2 separate regions of the Mus musculus genome follow, and region 2 is linked to region 1. The links are chromatin contacts, called in public HiChIP or PLAC-seq maps. All regions are on one chromosome and are shown on one strand. The core of a region is the stretch at or near the end of the contact, and the rest is flanking DNA. Distances in the headings are between cores, read along the strand shown. Region 1 overlaps Dhcr24 (24-dehydrocholesterol reductase). Region 2 overlaps Mroh7 (maestro heat-like repeat family member 7).

Region 1 (5,757 bases), core at 602-3,101:
CTCCATCCCAAAGCACCTGGAGCTGTGGCAATGATGCCAGCAACCTGTGTCACCCAAAATAGTCAAAATCCAGCCCTCCACAGACACTCCCCAGGACCTGGGGAGGGAAGGGATTTTGAGTCACATTAGCCTCAGGTTAGTGTTTGGCTCCAGTAATATCTTGCCCGAAAAGTGGTCGTCTTCCAAGCATGGTGTTCTGGGTCCCAGCCTTGTCTTATCGCCTGTCCTGTCAGTGTCCAACCACACGGTGGCTTGGTGGGGTCACTCAGCTGCTATGGGACAGCACATGTGGGAAGTCAACGCAAGCCTCTCCCCTCCGTGGCTCTGGTTTCTTGGCTGCATGGTTCTCTGTAAATTCAGTTGTAGCCACTGTCTTTGGCTAGAAAGCTGAATTGGCTGTTGCTGAAAGGAAGGAGGGGATGGGTGTGGCGATGTGTGCTGTGTGATTTGTTGTTTTTTTTTTTTTAATTTGGTCATGGGGACCAAGGAGAAGGCATGAATCCCTGTATTTGGCTCTTGCAGCCTCAGGCACTGTGCCTACTCTCCAGGTCATGTCCCTGTGGTTCTGGGGCCACCACTTGTGTAAAATAAAGTACAGCCTGGACGCTAGTCTTTTGTCATTTATTCAGAGGACCAGTGTAGAGTCGGACAAGGACGCAGCCACCGCCACTGGTGCCATTCAGCTCCAATGTCCTGTCTGAACACAAGCACCCACAGATGAGGGCTAAAAACATGGGGGAAGCGGGTAGCAAATGGATTTCTGTCATTCCAGTGAAGAAATGCTGGCACCTCAGGAGGGATGGGCTCTGTCCTCAGGCACCAGGTACACTTGTCAGGTCTGGCTGGTGTTCTGGCTTCATCAATCGGTTGTGACAAACCAGTTTTGACAAGCTCATTGTTCCTGTGTCGATGTCCTCATCCAAAAGCCGAAGGCACAACGACCCTTCCAGCAGAACACAGTGCCTTCCTCTGCACACTACCAGCCTTCCTGTCAGCCAGATGTGTCCACAGGGATTAAGTGGTTAGCTTTGCAGTCACTAGAGACCCAGATAAGCTTCTGTTAGGATTGAACCACATGGACTTGTATTTTTTAATAGTTGGCTCACCCCAGGACTTTGATGCCCAGAGCCGGGAGAATCAAGTTTTAACTTGGTACACTTTGCACAGGTGTGTATGTGATGGGAATTTTACTAGAACCTGTGATTTTCATTCCGAAACTGGCTTCAAGCAACCTTTTGGGAAGTCCCTTCTCTGATTTCATAAGTTGTATCTTAAATCTGTAATATCCCCTCTGCTGGCCAGCGTTCTTTCTGTAACAAAGTACCTGAGATGTTGATCAAGAGGAGAGCTTTATTTCAGCTCTAAGTTCTAGAGGTTCCAATCCATGATCCCTTGGTCCTGAGGTGAGACAGTGTATAGTAATGGGTGGGTGTGGCAGAGGAAATGGTCAGAAACCAGGGAGAAAAGAGAATAGAAAATGGAGTTGGTAGTCCTTCAGTACCATTTACAGGCATGTTCCCAGGGATCCAAAGACCTCCTACTGAGCCTTTCCCAACAGAACCAGCCCTTGACACCAGGCCTTTGGAGACATCCCAAGCCCAAACTACCATTAAAATAGCTTTCGCTCTTCAGTCCTAGACATAACCTTACATTGAGATGAGTCTTCACCACAGGGTGTCTCCAAATCTCAGTCTTGTAAGCAAGAAACGGAAGTGGGCATCTGCTGACTGGCCATGACCCACCCACCCACATAAAGTACGCAGTTTGTCAATCTCACATGCCAAGTGACCGGGTTAGGCACATTCCAGTGCCTGGCTACCACGTGACACAGACAAGTTGACACAGAACGTTAACTACCACAGCTGCAACATCCTGCTTTGCTCTGAGAGCCAGCTTAACCATCTCCTGACACGCTGTGCTTCCGGACACACCCCTGAATGCAAGGTCAGCGTGAAAAGTGGCCCCACATCCCAGACCCGGGACAGTCACCTCCCAGGGGTCTGCTCTGCACCCAACAACCCATCTACCCTCAGTTTGGTTAGATCCCCTTTCTCTGGCTGAGTCTGGGGGTGGGGTGTCTAGAGAGTGGATCAGCAGGGCCTGAGATACAGGTTACTGGAAGAGGAAGTCCCAGAAGCAGGCTGTATACAGCACCTGCAGAATGAAGGACCACGCCAGGGCCAGAGTAAGAGCCCGGCCAGCTTAGGTGTGGGCGGTTATTAAGTAGCTCACCATGATGAGAAAACCAAAGATCCAAACTCCAAATGAGGAATGAAAGGGGCTCTAGGCAGGGTGCATGCTGATGGTCCTGGCTACTCCGGATGCTGAAGAGAACAGTCATGATTTCATTTCTTTCACAACCACGACTTGGACCCACGTGAGAAAACAACTGGTAGAACCGGCTCTGAAAACATGTCTGAAATCGCTTTATTATGTAAGTTCTGTGGCTGAGTCTGTCAGGTCTCCTCATCCTCTTCTCCAGGGGACAACTGGCTCCCCCCACCACTGTCATTGATGTAAACAGTGAGGGGGAACGTCACAGGATGTTGTCACTCACCCCCGAGGACCCACCTCTAACCACACTGGTGGCCCACAATGCTAAAGTGGGGTACAGCGCTTCAATGGCTGAACACTGGAAGTCAGCAGTCTCCTCCCAGCACGAGGCTCTGTTGAGTGTCCAGAGCACCCTAGCATGGAGATGGGGTTTTCCTACAGGTCCCAGACTGCTACGTAACAAATGCTCCTCTCCCCGCCTCATTCTGGGACAACGGTGAGTTAGGTACCCACGCTCTAGCTTCACAGTGCAAGGGGTTCCAGGAAGTCACCCACGACCCCCTCTTCCATCCACCTGCTCTCTGGCTCCCAAATTCACGTCACCAGCTGACTGGAATGCTTAGGACAATGGATCTCTTGTAACAAAAGATACCTGGTCCCCCTGCTGTCCCAGTAGACACTGTGACTTTTGACCGCAGGGCTACAGCAAAGATGACCCTCCTGCCTTCTCCCCTCACCCAGGCATTCTCCAAGATCCCTGCTTCCTTTCCCATCTCAAGATTTCTCTTCTGGCCTTGGGCTCTCTGGTTGCATCAGGCTGTTCTTCCCGAGTGGCTTTAAGGAGTAGGATCTGAATTGTAGTCCACAGTTGGACGGCACTTGCCCTTCGTAATAGGTGTAATCCGTTTCCTGTAAAAAGGAGAAAGAAGAAAACAGGCACAATCCCTTGCAAGGAAGTGAGTTCCACATCCATGACCTCCAGACCTTTTACAACACAGAGTCCTTTCTAAGGGAGAGTTCTCTATTTTATACCCATTTATCATAGCCAGAATGTCTTATAATAGCTCCCAGGGAAAACCACAAGAAGGCTAGTGAGACTAGCCAGAATCGGTGAGGTCTAGCTTCAGCAAGAGACCCTGCCTCAAATGAATAAAGCAGAAAGTGATCCAGAGAGACAGCGTACATAAACTTGAGGCTTCTACACACATATAAACACATGTGCTGGGCATCCACACAAGTGTGCGCTCACACATACACACACTCACAACTACATTTTATACACATGAAAAACAAACACATAGAAAAAAGAAAAAGAAAACAACAGAGCAAGCTGGCATGCTCTTGGTTACTGCCTGTTCTCGCCAACTGTGGCAGGGTCTCCAAGAAGTCAGAGCTACGGTTGTTTCATGCCTTTGCCTGTATCCTTCAGTCTGTCCAGTCAAAGGACAGAGGGTAGGAGAGAAGGCTCACCAGAGTGAGGGGCCTCTCCTGCCATCAGGCGGATCTGTGTCATGTCTCTGTTCTCCCCCTGGAGCCTCATCTTCCATCTAGACTTGGAGTCAGAATCTTTTGTCTTGGTCCTTCCCAACCCCATCTTCCCACCTAAACACCATAGCGCAGCTTCTAAAGGGAACGCCAGAGGTACTTCCTTTTAAAACCCTCTGAGCACCTTGGAGTAAATATTTACTTATATTTGTAAATACAATGTCTAGAAAATGACTTATGCTAATAACACTGGAAGCATTCTCAAAAGGTGGGGGCTAGAGAAATGGCTACGTGTCCGAGTGCAGAGGACCCACATGCCACTTCACAGCAGTCACATTGGGAGGCTCACAACCACCTATAACCCCAGCGCCAGAGAGATCTGAAGCCTCCAGCCTCTGCAGACATCTGCACTCACGTGCACACACCCACAGACACAGACATACACACATAAGGAAAAACTAAGAATAAAAGACAAAGGTAATATAAGAATATGAGCAACCTGCTCTTTAAGATAAATAAAAAGCTTTGAAAATACTTCAGCAAAGAAGTGAAAAAGAATGGTCAACATAGGGAGGTGCTAATTCAAACCATAGTGAAACACAATTAGAACAAAAATTCAAACACAAATCTCTCACATAACAATGATGTTGTGAGGCTGGGATGTAGCTCAGGGGCAGAGTGTTTGTCTAGCATATACAAGACATAGGTTCTATCCCAACAACCAACAACACAGTATGGAAACAAACCCAGCACGTGGAGCAAGTACAGCCTCACTCGGGTGCAAATACAAGCGGCTCAGCGTCACCAAATGCACTGAGTATTTCTTAGACCACTGTATGTCCATTTTACCAAATGACTTAAATATCCTATCCTGGGTTAGTTACCAGAAAGAAGTGAAAGCTGGCTATCTAGAGAGATCTACACTAAAGATCTTTAGCTTTACTAAAGACTGAGATATAAACAAAGGCAGCCCACGCACTCACTGATAACATTTCAGCATCAAAGGAACAAGCTATCTCTGCAAAATGGGCGGCCTCGGGAACACTGGGAACGATGTGTCTGTGCATGGTTGATTCCGTTTGGGAATGGCAGACATGTTTGTCACCAGCATGGGCAGTGCATTGATGCATTGATGCACTGATGCACTGATGCAGGCAGCATGAAGAAACTTTCTTGTAGTTTCATGACTATGCATTTGCCAAACTCGGGAGCTGGGGAGACGGCTTAGTGTGCAAACATGATAACTTGGGTTTGCTCTCCAGGGCCCACGTGAAAAGGTAGGCACGTAGCATGTGCTGTACTCCCAGCACTGGGGAGGTGGAGACAAGTAGATCTGGGCTTGCCTAGCCTAGTGGGTGAGCTCCAGACCAATGGCAGATCCCGTCACCCAAATAAGATGGACAGCATTCCTGAGACACGCCTCAGCTTGTCCTCTAGCTTCCACAGGCATGAATACATTGAAATGTTTAGGGCCTAGAGGATGGCTTGGTGGTTGAAAGCACGAGGTGCCTGAAGAGGACGCAAGTTCAGTTTCCAGCACCCACATCGCACAGCAAATACCTTTAACTCCAGCACCATGGATCAAACGCCCTCTTCTGGCCCCTATGGGCACTGCAGTTATACACACAAACACTCATAATTGAACATTTAAAATAAATAAGTTTAAACCTCATAAATTGCATGCCTGAGAAAGAATGACTTTTTTTTCGAGGCAGGGTTTCTCTGTGTAGCCCTGGCTGTCCTGGAACTCACTCTGTAGACAAGGCTGGTCTTGAACTCAGAAATCCGCCTACCTCTGCCTCCCAAGTGCTGGGATTAAAGGCATGTGCCACCGCTGCCTGGCAAGAGTGACTTTTATGTAGGTAGATTATACTATTCTAAATCTTACTTTTAAGCCTGGGTGTGGTGACACAGACCTTTATTCCTAGCATTCAGAAAGCAGAGGCAGGTGGATCTCTATGAGTTACAGGCCAGCCTGCTCTACATAATGAGTTCCAG
Region 2 (6,055 bases), core at 1,692-4,191, 120 kb after region 1:
GGCCTCAAACTCACTGTGCAGCCGAGGATGGCTTGAACTCCTGAGCCTTCTGCCTCCACCCTCCGCACAGGCTGAGGGTGAGTGTGAGGCCTGTATATTTGTTTTTAGAGGCAGGGCCTCTTGTCCAGCACGGCCTCACACTTCCCATTCAGGGCTGGGATTGCTGGCATGTGCCATCAGGCCTGGCACTGGCAAGAGCATGTGAAAATGTCTGCCTGTCCCCTCAGAGCTTAGCATCTGACTTCCTCCGTGCTTTTCTTGTTTGTTTTTGCCTATTGTCTGTTTCTTGGCAACGAGAAGGTAAGCCGAAGGGAGGGATGCCTAATGAATCTCTTTTCAAAGCTGTGTCCCCAGATCTAGAGCAGGGCCTGGTACAGAGGAGGGCCTCTGGGGTCATCTGTGGAAGGAAATACTTTTAGGGACTATGCCCAGGGAGTCAGGCCTGGGTCCTGCCTGGACCTACACAAAGCCTGGGCCCGAGAAAGGCTCACCGAAGCAGTGCGAGCACACAGAAGCAGTGCGAGTGCACAGAGCATGCTCCGGTAGCAGGAAGGGAATTGGTGCTCTGTGAACAGGCAGAGCCAGCTCCAGTCACAGCCCTTCACTTTCCACAGATGGCCATCCCAAGCTAATGCCCTTCTCCTCCAGCGTCACTGTGGCCTGGGGCTCTCCCAAGAAGTACAAGGCACTCAGCTCAACCTGAATAGCAGCAGGACAGATCATACTCAAAAATATTAAAAATGACTCCGTGTCCGCCAAATGTGGATTCAATTAATCTGGGTGTCTCACATCTCCAGCCACCATTGGCAGCCTCGCTTTGGACTATACTCTCCCTGTCCTAGGGCTAATCAACATTATAGCCTACCGAAGCTAGAGAGATAGCTCAGTGGTTAAGAGCAGTAACTGTTCTTCCAGAGGTCCTGAGTTCAATTCCCAGCAACCACATGGTGGCTCCTAACCAAATGTAACGGGACCTCTTCTGGTGTGTCTGAAGATCGCTACAGTGTATTTATATACATTAAAAAGACCCGGGCAGTGGTGGCACACACCTTTAACCCCATAATCCCAGCATTTGGGAGGTGGAGGCAGGTGGATTTCTGAGGCCAGCCTGGTCTACTGAGGGCTACACAGAGAAACCCTGTCTCAAATATAACCCCCACCCCCCAAAAAAAGACACACTGTAGCCTACTTTTCACCCACCTGTTTAAAAGACATGCATGCCTCCAGGCCAGTGGAGAAATCTCTTAGGAAACATTGCCCCACATGCTAGCAATGAGAAAGAATAGGGACCCCAGACATATCCCAGAAAGTGGGGGGCACGAAGAGAAGAGAGTTCTATTCGACAAGCACCTATGACATGGGACCCTGAGCTGATCTCTTCCCATGAACTCGTTTGAAGAATACCATTTAATATTTCAAAAAGCACTCAACCATAATCCTGTAACAGATGAGAAAATCTAGAAAAATATACAGAAGAGGTCACTCAAGCTGGGAAAGTCGAGAGCCAAAACCAGGTGTGACATGCAGGCCACTCTGCCTTCAGAGTCAGGAGAAACTAGGAAACCAGCCAAGGTTTCCTGGTTGATATAGAATCGGGACTAAGGAGAAAGAACGGCAGGAGGTTGAAGGCAGCCTGGAAACCATCTCATGAGCTCCCTGAAACCTAACCTCAGGCTGTGCTTTCACTTACAGGCTCCAGACTCTAATGTAGGACCTGGTCTTCATTAGGTCCTATGCATATTCACTGAATAAGACCATATGCCAGCCCATGGCTAGACTCAGAAAGAACAGAGAATCCTGCCTTACCCTCATGGCATTACAGTCTAGTAGGAAAGACAGACAAAGGAAGAAGACATCAGGGCCATCATACCTAGGTGCACATGGTACATTAGAAGGAGAAATCAAGGTTGGAACAATATGGGAAAGCTTAGCCAACTGAAGGACAGCTCCTGTCGTGATAGAGTTGTTGTCTAACAGGGCAGTACATGCCTGTAGTCCCAGTACCTGAGACGCTAAGTCAGGAGGATTAAAAGTCAGGGGCCAGAGCTTAAAAACAAACAAACATGAAAAACAATGGCTAGTTTGTACCTCTGCTCCTGGTTCCATGGAGATAGGAGTTTCCCATCAGCTCCTAATCCCCATCTGACCCATTCTGCCTGCCTCCAACTGCCCAGCCGTACCACCATGCTCCCCTCCCTAGCTGTGCAGTGGCTAGGGACCTGACTTGGGCATACGTTTCTGGAGATCCAGGATGGTGTAGAGGATGGTGATGCCGTCCAGAGCCTCCCGTCCGATCTCCTCATCAGGATCCCCGATTCGAAGAAGGAGCCTCCCCAGCAGAAGACCCAGTGTTGGGAAGCCCGAGGATATCTGTGAGTGTCACAATCACAGGGAGGGAGTCTATAGCTACATAGTGCAGGGCAAGAAGACCTGCCCAGCTGCAGAAGATCAACTGAGAAGTCACCGGAATGCCCCCACCCCCGAACACCCACTAAGAATGGCAGGGTCACACCCAGGAACACTCACTAAGAATGGCAGGGTCACAAGTGTGTGGTTCAACACAGAGACGTTGCTGTTCACAGCCCGAGCCCGCTCGTGGGCCTTCCCAGAGTTCATCCAGGGCCCTAGGGGCTGTGGGGACAAGGGAGAGATTCTGCTACCATTGTCTGCCAGCCCCTGCTGTCTGTGGGTAAGTCAGTAATCTGCAAGAAGCTTCCAGAAGAAGAAAGAAGGCAATTTGCCACCGTCTTCCTTCTCTTCCTGAGGATCAATGACAGGTGGGGTTTGAGCTGAGAAGGGGACTCAGAGCAAAGGAAGGGACGGGGTCAATGAAGAGAGAAGAGACATGGATAACAATGGAGAAAGGGGTGGGGCAAGAGCAGTGGCTGTAGGGGAATTGCAGACAGTGACTCAGGAAGCTGAGATAATAGGATCAAAAGTTCAAGGCAGTGCTGGGCAATTCAGTGTGACTGTGTATACAGATAAACAAGGAAAGAGGGAACAGGACTCTGCTGTGGCTCAGAGGTAGAGGGCTTGCCTCGCAGGTACAAGGGTTTGGGTCCAACCCTCAGCGTCACCAAAACTAAATAACAGCGTAAAATACAACATGGAAGCAGGGCACTGGCTCAGGATGACGCCACTCCTTCAGAGCCCACCTCCCACTTGTATGAAGCCATTTTCCTACTTCCTTCTCCCTTTCCCTGCTTGCCCCGTGTCGTCCCCACCCCCCCACCCCCCACGCCGCACCTCCAGGATGCTCTTCAGCCCAGTAGGAGTGGGGTCTTCAATAAAGAGGGCATTCAGAAGTTTCTGCAAGGAATCCAAGGTCTGGTAGTAAAGGATCTGTGGACAGGAGGACAGAGCTGCTGGGAGCTTGTTAGACACCACCGCCCTCTGCTGGCACGACTTGTAACTACAAGGGGCTGCCAGTTCCTTCCACAGCAAGGATTCTGGCCATGACTTTGGGCCCTCTCAGGCCACCAGCTTGAGAATCCAGAACCCAGACGCTATCTTATCTGTCTGTGTGGCCTCACCCCTACCTATTATACAGCACGCCTGTCAGAGTCCCTGTCCCCCCACCCTCCAGTCTTCAGTCACATCACTTATCATCCTGGCAGTTGGCATGGGTTCTGTACAGGTTCTCTGCCACCCTCTTCCAGGAAACCACGTGCTCCATCCACCCTAGGCCATGTTCCTCATCCCATACTCTTTTTGATACCCCATGGTTTATGCTTGCAGCACTGACTACTGCGGAGATTTTTGGGTACTGGGTTCTTTGATGGCATCCATCTCCTCCACCGTCACACTACTGCGAGACTACCGTAGTGACCTGGAGAGGAACATGGCTAATACCTGCTGAGAGAAAGGGTAGCCGAACAGCTGGACCCCCCCTCTCACTCAACATCCCGCTTGACCCTAGCTCTCCTTGCATCTTATACCTTAGTATCCCCTGCTGTGGTACCTCCAGGAATGATTCTGCAGAGACTTAAAGATGCTCACCAAACCCCCTTTGAGGCTCTGTTCTCCAGGTCTCTGCCCAGTTTCCCCCAGTCTTCTTCCATAGAGCACAGTCCTCAGTACTACCCTCTTATCCTGCCCACTTCCTACGGCCTTACAGCATCTATCTATATCCCTGATACAGGACAGGGCCCTCCTAAGGAAGCCATTACTGCAACAGTTCACCCTTCTGCTGAATAGCTATCAAGTATCTGTTCAGACTGTCGCAGGTGACGTGAGGTGCTCCGGGCCACTCAGCCAAGGAGTAAGGGAGACCATCTATAGAAAGCCCCCACTCACCCCTGAACCTTGTCCCTTCTGAGGATGTCCCCAAACCTAAAGCCGAACCAGGAGGGTCCAGCTCACCTGGATGACTTCGGCCTTGGACTCGTCCTTCTCCTGCATGGCCTGCACGGAGGGCAGTGAGAACACGCTCCGCACACAGGTGTTCACCAGCTCCACCCTCTCCCGCACGCTCAGGATAGGCTTGGTGTGACTGAGAGAGACAGGATGCCAGGTGTGGAGTGAGGGGGGGGGCAGAGGATGCAGCATGGGGAAGGGGACACCTGACTTAGGGAGGGTCACCCGAGATTAGATCCACAGGAGAAGGTGGGGTGTGAGCAACGGGTGTGGAAGTATCAGGGTCCACAGGGAACTGGGCAGGGGGAGAGGGAAAGGCTCGGAGTGGACAGGGGTGTGAGAAGGGGCAGAGTGTGGAAGAGAAAGGACAGGGATACCTCAGCTGTGCCAGGATCTCCATAGCCTGCCGTCGAGCAGGACTCAAAAGGGAATCCAGCGGCTCCTCCTGAATCTGTCTCTGGATGGGGACCATAGAGCCAGTGAGAGCCAGCTTGGGGGCTGACTTCCGGGCTCTGACAGCAGGCCATGCAGGCCCTTGGCCTGGGAACACTCCCCCACTGGGCAGTTAGGAGAGCCAGCTTTCTGCCCAGATCAATGTCAAGCCCTCAGTTCAAGACCACTCTAAACAGTCTATGCCCTGATCTGCGCATTCCATATGGAGAGCACCAGGAGAATAATTCCCATGGTGCCCTTCTGGTGACAGACCACTAAACCATGGAACTGACCCAAGCAAGAAGCGCCAGGCATGGCCTTTGAAAGCTGTCCAATTAAAATTCCCAAATGTCCTAATTTTTTCACTTCATATTTAATACCTACACATAGTAGATGTTCGACTAATGCTAGTGAAAGTTAAATATATCAAAGGACGGGACTTTCGCCATTTTTTGTGTATCATATATGGGCAGATGTGTATGCAAGATGTGTGTGTGTGTGTGTGTGTGTGTGTGTGTGTGTGTGTGTGTGTGTTCATGTGCACATGCAGGGGCCAGAGGTATTATTCAGGAGCTATGAACCTTGGTTTTTGAGGCAAGGGCTCTTGCTAGGATCCAAAGCTGGTCAGTTGGTCTAGTCTGATTGGCCAGAAAGCCTGTATCTGTGTCCTCAACACTGGGATTATGAATGTCACCACGAGTGGTTTTTATGTGTGTTCTGGGGCTCAAACTCAGGAAGTCTTTCTTGTGAGGCAAACGCTGCTGGTTGAGTTAGCTCTGTAACTCCTTTCCCTCTCTTTAAGGATCATAAAACTGACTACAACTATGTAAGCCTCCATGGCTATTGGGGCCCAGTCTCCTCCTAATGAGTAACTAAGAGGAGACTGTTTTAGGGAACCCTCTGAAGTTGCCCATCAAGAGGGCTTTCTGCATGGAGAGGTGAGAGAATGGGTTCATGATAACCGTTCTCTGCTGCAATGAACTAGCCACTGGGTTAAGTCCTCCCACAGGCAAAGATGCGGGCATAAACGCACCCATTTGTAAGATGGCAAGAGTGGGGCTCAGAGAAGGGCAACAACTTGTCCATACTCCCTCTTGTCGGGTGTGAGCAGCGAGAGGTGGACAGAACTGAGCCTCAAATCTGAAGTGCCTGCCTCCTGTTCCTGTCCTCTTCCCAACTCACCCAGCTGTCACCCTCAGAACTCCACCCCAGTCCCACAGGCCCGCCTACAGCTCTTTACCATCATCATCTTCACGGTTGCCTCCTT

The links. HiChIP or PLAC-seq counts read pairs in DNA pulled down with a chosen protein or histone mark.
Region 2: an H3K27ac HiChIP or PLAC-seq map of embryonic stem cells shows a contact between it and region 1, with 3 times the contacts expected there. The contact joins two enhancer-like sites. A contact is called at or near these places in 3 of 15 datasets of contacts at CTCF or cohesin (the NIH/3T3 cell line, embryonic stem cells and large pre-B cells), 10 of 484 Hi-C or Micro-C datasets (the G1E-ER4 cell line, cerebral cortex, colon epithelium and 2 more), 17 of 115 datasets of contacts at active chromatin or transcription factors (embryonic basal ganglia, embryonic forebrain, embryonic hindbrain and 6 more) and 3 of 9 other capture datasets (adipose tissue, liver and pancreatic islet).

The regions. Positions count from the first base shown.
Region 1 is chr4:106,588,505-106,594,261 of GRCm38.p6, forward strand. Dhcr24 (24-dehydrocholesterol reductase) reads left to right here. Exons shown (of 9, transcript NM_053272.2): 9 at 1-609. Lexm (lymphocyte expansion molecule) reads right to left here. Exons shown (of 10, transcript NM_183182.3): 10 at 2,405-3,183. The coding sequence ends at 3,111. Among named protein-coding and RNA genes, the nearest start is that of Lexm, 26 kb to the right of the region's middle. Within about 2 kb of position 1,852, at least 42 of the 459 cell types and tissues checked have an H3K27ac peak or open chromatin away from gene starts, as enhancers often do. A contact at or near this core is called in colon epithelium, embryonic stem cells and liver, where this site is marked.
Region 2 is chr4:106,705,225-106,711,279 of GRCm38.p6, forward strand. It overlaps Mroh7 (maestro heat-like repeat family member 7), which reads right to left. Exons shown (of 24, transcript NM_001126487.1): 5 at 6,029-6,055; 6 at 4,734-4,813; 7 at 4,363-4,492; 8 at 3,247-3,342; 9 at 2,527-2,631; 10 at 2,235-2,370. Among named protein-coding and RNA genes, the nearest start is that of Mroh7, 20 kb to the right of the region's middle. Within about 2 kb of position 2,942, at least 49 of the 459 cell types and tissues checked have an H3K27ac peak or open chromatin away from gene starts, as enhancers often do. A contact at or near this core is called in colon epithelium, embryonic stem cells and liver, where this site is marked.